Regions from separate parts of the Danio rerio genome. Here region 2 is linked to region 1. Evidence: chromatin contacts called from public Micro-C data. All regions are on one chromosome and are shown on one strand. Each heading gives the region's core, a stretch centred on a gene start, on an enhancer-like site or on the middle of the called end of the contact. The rest is flanking DNA. Distances are from core to core; before and after follow the strand shown. Region 1 holds the start of plcl1 (phospholipase C like 1). Region 2 overlaps plcl1 (phospholipase C like 1).

Region 1 (4,448 bases), core at 1,100-3,599:
AGGTTTTTTTTTCTGGGGGGGGGGGGGGGGGTGCAAATGAAATCTGTAAAAATGTTAAATCATGATTTCTAAAATGTACTGAAATTTCCAGTTTTAATTTCCATTAATCATGTTTTATAAAACACATTATTTTTTGACCAGACTGGAGTATAATTAAATATTTTTGTCTCATTGTGATTAACTATGTCAAAGTTTGTAATTAAGAAATATAAAGAGCACCTGCACATCAGCTACTGGCATTTGAAACTGCCAATGAAGTTTTGTAGGTATTACCACTGAAGGTTTTATGTTGTTTTTCTTATTGCCCCGTCTTATTTTGACTTGCCCATCCCTGAATATGAATGAATCGGTGCTTTTTTTGACAGAACATACTGTAAAATAGTTGTTTCCATGCAGGTTTGAGCTGAAAAATCATAAACAGTCTAAACAAAATTAGTGACTCCTGAAGATCTGTTCTCTCATGAAGCAAAATGATTGGTCTGTGCAAGAATCTGATCATTATATTAATACCTTCATCTCTGCAAACAGTCTTGATCTAATTCAAGGCAGTCTGGAGATTAAGCCTCTCATCACATGATTACATATGCATAAGCCAAAGGCACTTGAGCTGGAAAAGAAAGAAGTGTTGAATTGTTTGACAAAATGGTACTTCTGTTTATCCTTGATGTTGAATGTAATAGTTGTAAAACAGCATCAGCTTATGCTTGAGCCTGCGACCATGCAGTTGTAATTATGCTGTATGTCAGGAAACTGGTGCTCCAGACTGTCATAAACATGCTCAGGAAGACCTTCTGCTGAGGTTGTCGGTTAAATATAATAATGAAGTAATGCTCAGTTTCTTATACAGACCTATCAATTTATTTTCATCGAGGCTTAATGTATCATCAGGAGCCACGGGAATTTATTTTGCTTTGCCAGTTTATATACTTTTAACTCTTAATTGTACTTCATGTAATTACCAAAGACTATTGTTAAAAATCTGTTTTAATGCTCTACTGAAGATTAAAAAAGGTCACCTATACTGCTTTGATGGCCTGATGTTTCACTTTTCGTTAACTAAGCTTAAAAAGCTAATAATACAATTAACTATAGTTAGCACTGCAAAATAAATAGCATAATTTTAATAATCTAAAAGGACATCATATACTGTATATTTACTCAATCTCTACTTTGCCACAAATTACTTTGTATTTACTTACATCTGGCCAGATGTCAGTGACTGTGGACAGATTGAATTGCATTCTCTCATTCTCAACATTTATTAAATGACTGTTTATTTGTACGAAAGGCAGTTTTTGTGCAGCGTTATGTTGCCACTTAATGCAATAAATGGCTCCTTAAACAAAACCAGCTGTGAACCACTGGGCTACACCACCCTGATGCATCAGTAATTTAGGCTGGTAAGTAAAAGGTTGTCACAGGTTTACTATTACATCCTTGATCAAGTCACAGAGCCCCAGGCAACTCCTGAACCTGTCATAACCTGTATGAACTCCAAGGACACAGGCTGTTGTTTACAAGATTCTCACTCTCTTCCACAACAGACATTCGTGATTTAGTTTCATTTAAACTGACCGAGTATCATTCACACCCCCAAACTCTTGACAACTCTTGGCGTGTTTCTGCTACTACCTTAATGATGCTGCTCCTCCTCGGTGCCGCTTTCACCGACTCCAGAAGCGCCGCCTCGTCGCGCTCCACCAGCGGCACGGCGACTCCACTCCGCCGGCCTGATCGAAGCGCTCTCGGTGGGATGAAGTCCGGAGCTCCATCCCCGCACACCCCGTCCTCGTAAGACTCCGACATCTTCAGGATCAGTTGGTTAGGAAATCAATATAACTTACTCTTATATGCACTTATTTCAACCCAAGAACATCCACATCCAACTCTTGCGTCTTTGGGAAGCTCCGGTAGTCCAAATTCTAACTTAAATGCGCAGACTGTATGGCAGGTTGAGAATGGACCTCGTTCCTTGAGCCCATCCTAAAGCAACTTTTGCCAGTCAAACAGCTCGAAGAAGAAATCGTACGTATAATAACTGGCTCATGAATCATTCTCTTGCGCAAGAGGACACTTGCATCACCGCGCAACAAGTTAAAAAGCACCGCCGCTTCTTAACTTCACTCACTGATCCAAACAAACTGAACGTAACACGTGCAAAAATGCACATTTGTTCAATGATGAGCGGGAGAACGGAGGGATTGCGGGTCACAAAATATTATCGGGCATCAAAACAACCCCAGACGTGCGCGTTCTGTGTCAGCATGATGGAAAAGAAACGCCGGAGTATTTGGTTGTGGATGTTGTTCGCCTCACCTTCACCGTGTATTTGTTTGGTTAGTGAAGAATGAGGAACGCTACTGACACTGGCACAACCTCATAGGTCCGCTAACCCCGCCCCTCGCGTCCGTAAGCTCGTGACTGACAGGCGCCGCGACCAATCGGACGCTCTCGAATTTCCATAAAACCCAATCGCTCATCTTTCAAAGAGGAGGAGCTTTGCGTACGAGCCTCAGGAATGCAACTCTTTTGGGTTTACCAGATGTTTGGGAGCAGGGAAGTTTGGGGTATCACTTTTCCGAAGTAGCCTGTTTGGGGACTATTAAAAGGGATAGTTAGATAACGCTGAAATTGTAAACATAAACCTAGAAAATTAATAACAATGCTTTAATATTCAATCATAATAACGTGTCAATGGTACTAAAATATCACAACTGAGCAGATACATGACTAATAACATAACATATGCAAACATAAAATATAAAATAGGATCAAAGTTTTTAAAAATTCTCTATTATTCATGAATACAGAGAAACAAAACAAACATTTCCTTAAAAATACATATCCACAATAACAATTTCTCCAGTATGAATAAGCAGTTCACTCCAAAAATGACTTTTGTTGCTTGTTATTGTTAAACTACTCATTTTTATATGAGTTAAAACAACACAATTATTTAGTGTTTTTAGGGTGGGACAACTTAATTGTCTTATGTTCAATCCACTTACATTTGTAAAAACTATTAAGTTAACTTTATCGATTTGTGCTGGGACAACATGAAGGAGTTGTGTGTAACTCAGCATTTTTAAAGTGTACGTAATATAAAAATGTATAAAATACTAGAAGTATCCAAAGTCTAAAGTTAAAGTGAGAATTTGTTTTAGTCATTGCTAGTCCCTGACAAAATGGTTCCAGCAAGTATAAGTCTCCTTTATTAGATATGGCCTGTTTACAGAAGACAGAGAGCAGGATCACAGTGAGACGAGGCCTCTAACACTTACATGATGAATGTGATCCTAAATGATACCTCGATGTGTCTTCTGCATGAGTGTAAAAGTCACACAGAAATGCAGAGTCAAAGAACATTGAGGAAAGCTTGTGACGAGCCAAATAATGTCCCAGGAGAATGAAGGCTCGCTTGAGATGCAAGCCTTCTGTGAAAAGTCGAGTAAACCCGAGGGTCATTAGCATAAAGGTAAAACCTCTGACACTATCATGCAGATTTTCCCCTGGCGTTATGTTGCCACGGTTAAACTAAACCCCGTCTATGAGAACAGTCATTAAGAAGAACTTAAATATACACTTTAAGACTGATTAGTGTTTTAAAGTAATACTTTGCTTTGCCACACCTTAAATGTTGAGCACAAAGGGTTATTAAATGGAAACTTGTGACAACACTGTAAAAGAGGAGGCCAGTTTTAGTCCACCCGTTCAGTCAAAAGTAGACAGTTGGTGTAAGATTTTGAACATGCCTGTTCAAGTTAACAGTTTATAGGGCAAAATAGTTTGAAAAACCAAAGCAAGTCTTCATCCAACTCCACAATATTCATGATTTTTATTGTTAATTACCTCACATAAAATGTGGAAGTGTTTACTTAATTCCACTGTAAAAAAAAAAAAAAATCCAGGGTTCCACACAATTTTTTTATGTTGTCCAAACACAAATCAATTAAGTTAACTTAATTGTTAGATACACTGTAAAAAGTGATGAGTAAACCAATTGCCTTAAAAGCAACAAGTTGACTTGTTAGAGTTGAGTTGAGTTGTTAGATACACTGTAAAAAATAATGTAGTAAACCAATTGTAATGTGATACTATTAAGTTGACTTCATTTTTATAATTATGCTAATTGTACTTACTTTTTTAAGTCAACTAATCCTTTTTTACTGTGTCAGGCTATTTTAGTCTGGTTTTTAAACAATTACTGTAATTATCACAATATTACATATTTGGTGGTTCATTAAGTCTATAAAATCTACAATTAGCCTGTATTGAATTTACTGGAGTCTGGAAGAGCAGATTTATTGTATGTCAATTTACTAGATACAGAAAAGCTAGGGGGGGGGGGGTAACCATTGCAAGTTGCAATGGGTTTGTAAAGTCAACGTGTTGCTTTTAAGGCGATTGGTTTACTCGCTTTAAGTAACTAATCACTTTTTACAGTGTAT
Region 2 (4,448 bases), core at 866-3,365, 84 kb before region 1:
CCCAAGAAGGTATCACATAAACAAAGCATTGCTCCCACAATGGATGGCCATACTCCAGCATGGAGGTGTGGCGGTGTCTGTTTTTACACGTTCAGAAGCCATGCTGGAATTTCATGTCAGCTACATTAGCTTATCATTCAATAAAATGATCAGAAATCTGTCTGTGGCTTTTTATCAAAAGACTGTGATAAGTGTGAGGTCAGAAATCTTTAGGTGAGTAGATTCAAGGTTTGGGATCACTGACTTGTGTACATTTCAGACAGTATTTCAAACAATAATTCTCCTATTTCTAACTACAATATCCGTTTTCAGTATCTGGCATGGTCATGTTATTAGCAAACAAGCCATATTTACTCAAACAGCACCAATTATCTGCACGGCCGACTGAATAGCACTAATAGCACTGAAAAAAGCAACCTAATTGCTTTGCTCACTTTTTCAAAACCAATGTATTATTTAGACAGGTCTAGCTCGTTAACACAGCCATCATTCTGGACAAAGCAGTAGCCCGCTGACCCTAATTTGGCATCATCTGATAATAGCTTTGTGTAATAAATAAATACAAGGGGAAAACACATCAGTAAAAATGTTCACACTGAAGCCCATGATTAGGCAAAAAATAAAACATGTCAAAATTAAAAGTTAATGTAAAATAATATATTTATAAATAAAATAGGATATTAAAATGAATAGAATATTGAAATATAATTATTTGAAATTATATATATATATATATATATATATATATATATATATATATATATATATATATATATATATATATATATATATATATATATATATATATATATATAAAATAGACAAAATTTACTTAGTGACATGTTGTTCCAAACCTATAAAACATTGGCAGTCTTCAAAAATTAAATGGCACATCCATTTTTAATAGAGCAATCCATTGTTGGTCCAGGTAATCATTCTTTAGAATATTTGAAAAGGTTATGAAGGCATTGTTTGAGTATCCATACCAAATGGGCTTTATTTATCTACATACAATTAAAATCAGTATTATTGGCCCTCCTGAATTATTAACTCCCCTGTATATCTTTCCCCCAATTTCTGTTTAACGGAAAAAGATTTTCTTTCTAAACATAAGAGTTTTGATAACTAGGTAAGTTAGGCGCGCAGGCAATTGCCTTTCACACTGACTGCGTCTGCAGTGCACAGCTCATGGGCAGCTGCATGTTCTCCCCGTGGTGGCGTGGGTTTACTCCGGGTGCTCCGGTTTCCCCTACAAGTCCAAAGACATGCGATATAGATGAATTTGGTAAGCTAAATTGTCTGTAGTGTATGAGTGTGGATGAGACTGTATGGGTGTTTCCCAGTGATGGGTTGCAGCTGGAAGGGCAAGCGCTGCGTAAAACATGTGCTAGGTAAGTTGGCGGTTCATTCTGCTGTGGCGACACCTGATTAATAAAGGGACTAAGCCAAAAAGAAAATGAAAGAATGAATGAATGAATGAATGAATGAATGGATTTATTTTATGAAGACTTACTGAATCAAATCTGAACATGGCTCAGTCTTATGGCCCTAAAATGTTCAATGAGCGTTTTCACTTCTTGGTGAACTAACCCTTAAACCAGCTACACTTCCTTGACTCCTTGACCACACAGCATCACATGGAAAAAGCATTCCCACTAATCAGCATAATCCAAACTGAACCTAAATGGAAATTCCTTCTTGTCTAACCTGGTATTTTCAGCAGGGTGCAGCTGGCAATTACTCAAGTCAAATTGCTAGTATTACTGTTGTCTGAACATGCACCACCTTACTTACCATTGCATCCTCCCGCAGGTCTGTAGCCTCTCGCAGAGGCCCACTGGCAGGCCGGAAAGTGTCATCCAGCACTTTGATGCCTGTGTTACGCAGGGTGACATACTCTCGTCCCCGCCGCACACCTCTGCGGACGGACAGACCCCGTCTCTGAGCCTTTCCTCCACCTCTGCGGTTGGTGATGGCGATGTGTATGAACAGGCTGGCATGGGGCAAAGGGTCTCCAGCGAGGCCCAGCAAGGGCACATTTCTGTAACCGGGCTGTAGACACTCAAACGCGATGGTGTACTGGCCAATGAAGTCATCGCCTATATAATCATCATCCAGAACAACGAAACGCAGCAGGGCTAGTTCAGGCATGTTCACCTGGAAGGAGAAAACAGTGAGTGTATTTGTGTGCAACAACTACTACACAAGCAGACATAAAGACAATTAAACTCTAGGGTGTGTAAAAAGACCCTCTGAAATATGAAGCATGCAAACTGTATAACACCACAGAATATGATAGCTAAAACACCATTTGCATGAATCTATTTAAATATGAAAATACTTAGCATGCATGCACACACAACATCACTTGAGCACCTGGTTATGTAGGACAAACTCGCACATAAATTAGCAAGGACGCTATTAAAATCATACATCTTGAGGAGCATTGATATAACCGTGGAACTGTTACAAAATGATAATGTAGCTTAATAGTATTTGAATTTCATTGCTTCTCTTGTGACAGAAAAAATTTTTATATATGTAATTAGGTCATTTGAATATCTCCAACAAAACATAGAGTACAGTCTTTCATTAAGATGTGTGTGTCTAAGCATATTCATGATATGTAGGTGATATTCATGTGTGTATACAGTACAGGGCCAAAAGCATGCACTAACATACACAAGCAAAACAAGTGAGACAAAAAAATAGTTATGTCACTCTGACTATGCATATTCATACTAAACAAATGCAGAGAGAAAATCTGGCAGGAAAACAGACAACAAAGATAAAATGCCTGAGCTGGTAGAAAACACCCACACAGGCGCCTGGACAGAACTCTGAACAACAGAAAATAGTTCACGGCAGGTTTGCAGCATCTCAGAACAACATGTTTGTATACATGGATGCTCCAATTTAATCAAGTCCACAAACTAAAGTTTAGCAAAATATTACCATGATTTCAGACATGTGCCATTGTAAGACTACATGTTGAGACTATGATTTCATGCTAAAACCCAAATAAGTAAATATTATGACATATAAAGATCACTGTACTTTGATTGAGTATCACTCTTTAAAAGATATTAAAGTTACATAAGTGACATAAATATGTTAAAGTGACATTTTTTTTTACCTTTTAACTGTCTCTGTACCCATACACTACCTGACAAAAGTCTTGTCGCCTATCCAAGTTTTACGAACAACCCAGACATGCTCAATAATGTTCATATCTTTTGACTGGGCTGGCCAATCCCGGAGCACCTTGACCTTCTTTGCCTTTGAGAACTTTGATGTGAAGGCTGAAGTTTGCACTCTGCAGATCTCTTGCATGGCCCCATACCGAGTTTAACCCAAAATCATAATTTTTCCTTTACCAAACTTGACTTATTTTTGTGAGAATCTTGGGTCCATGCAGGTTCCAAAAGGTCTTCAGCAGAATTTGTGACGATTGGGATGCAGTTTAACAGATAATTTATCAGAAACTACCTTCTGCCACTTTTCTGAATGATCAACTAAAAGTAAAGTTATTATTTCTTGCTCTTACAACTGGGATCAACAACAAGATTTTTTGTCAGGTAACCTACATTATGCAGTATTTTTTTTTTAGATATGTAAACCTGAACTTATCTTGATAAAATCTGTATAAGCATATATCATACATCATGTTGAACCTAACAAATGGGGTGACAGTTAAAGGGATTGTTCACCCAAAAATTTAAATTCTTTCATCATTTACTCATCCTCCACTTGTTCCGAACCTGTTTGAGTTTCTTTCTTCTGTTGAACACAAAAGAAGATATTTTGAAGAATGTTGGAAAGCAGCAGCCATTGACTTCTATAGCATTTATGCTCCTACTATGGAAATCAATGGCTGCAGATCTCTAACATTCTTCAGAAAAACTTCTTTTGGGTTCAACAATTTACTTCAGTATGAGTTAATGGTAAGAATTCTTTTGGGTGAACTTTACCTTTAAGGGGTTAAGTTACAGGATACGAAATAAATGTTTAAAAAGCAATGAAATGCAGTGCATCATACACCATTCAACCTACTGGCATGATGTACAGCGATAATGCCATTTCATTCAGTTTTATTTTTTAAACATTAAGTAATTTATTACTCTACAACAGGCCTCCGTGTTTATATCCAAACTGCAAACTTGTATCCCCTTATTTCACTAATAACTGTATGATACTACTGAATGTGGGTGAAAAGACCTATTCATGATAAACCTACTGTATACATGACATCTGTGCTCACTGTAAGATTGAAATGTTTTGCTCTTATTGTACTTTCATAACAGATGTAGAAAAATTGTCATCATTTCTGAACAACATCAAGAACAATTTTAAAATACTGTAACTATAATACTTTAACAACTTTAATATAATTATATAAAGGAAACTGCAGCTGTTCGATTGTTAATATCATCACAAAATGCTTTATT

Evidence for each region. Hi-C and Micro-C count contacts between places; a contact is called where the count stands out from the background.
Region 2: a Micro-C map of caudal fin shows a contact between it and region 1, with 8 times the contacts expected there. The contact joins the enhancer-like site here to the promoter of plcl1 in region 1. A contact is called at or near these places in 4 of 18 Hi-C or Micro-C datasets (caudal fin, embryo and an unstated tissue) and 2 of 4 datasets of contacts at active chromatin or transcription factors (caudal fin and embryo).

The regions. Positions count from the first base shown.
Region 1 is chr9:34,036,088-34,040,535 of GRCz12tu, reverse strand. plcl1 (phospholipase C like 1) reads right to left here and starts at 2,349. Exons shown (of 8, transcript XM_001921763.9): 1 at 1,633-2,349. The coding sequence starts at 1,806.
Region 2 is chr9:34,119,483-34,123,930 of GRCz12tu, reverse strand. plcl1 (phospholipase C like 1) reads right to left here. Exons shown (of 8, transcript XM_001921763.9): 4 at 1,795-2,157. Among named protein-coding and RNA genes, the nearest start is that of plcl1, 84 kb to the right of the region's middle. Within about 2 kb of position 2,115, at least 2 of the 62 cell types and tissues checked have an H3K27ac peak or open chromatin away from gene starts, as enhancers often do. A contact at or near this core is called in caudal fin, where this site is marked.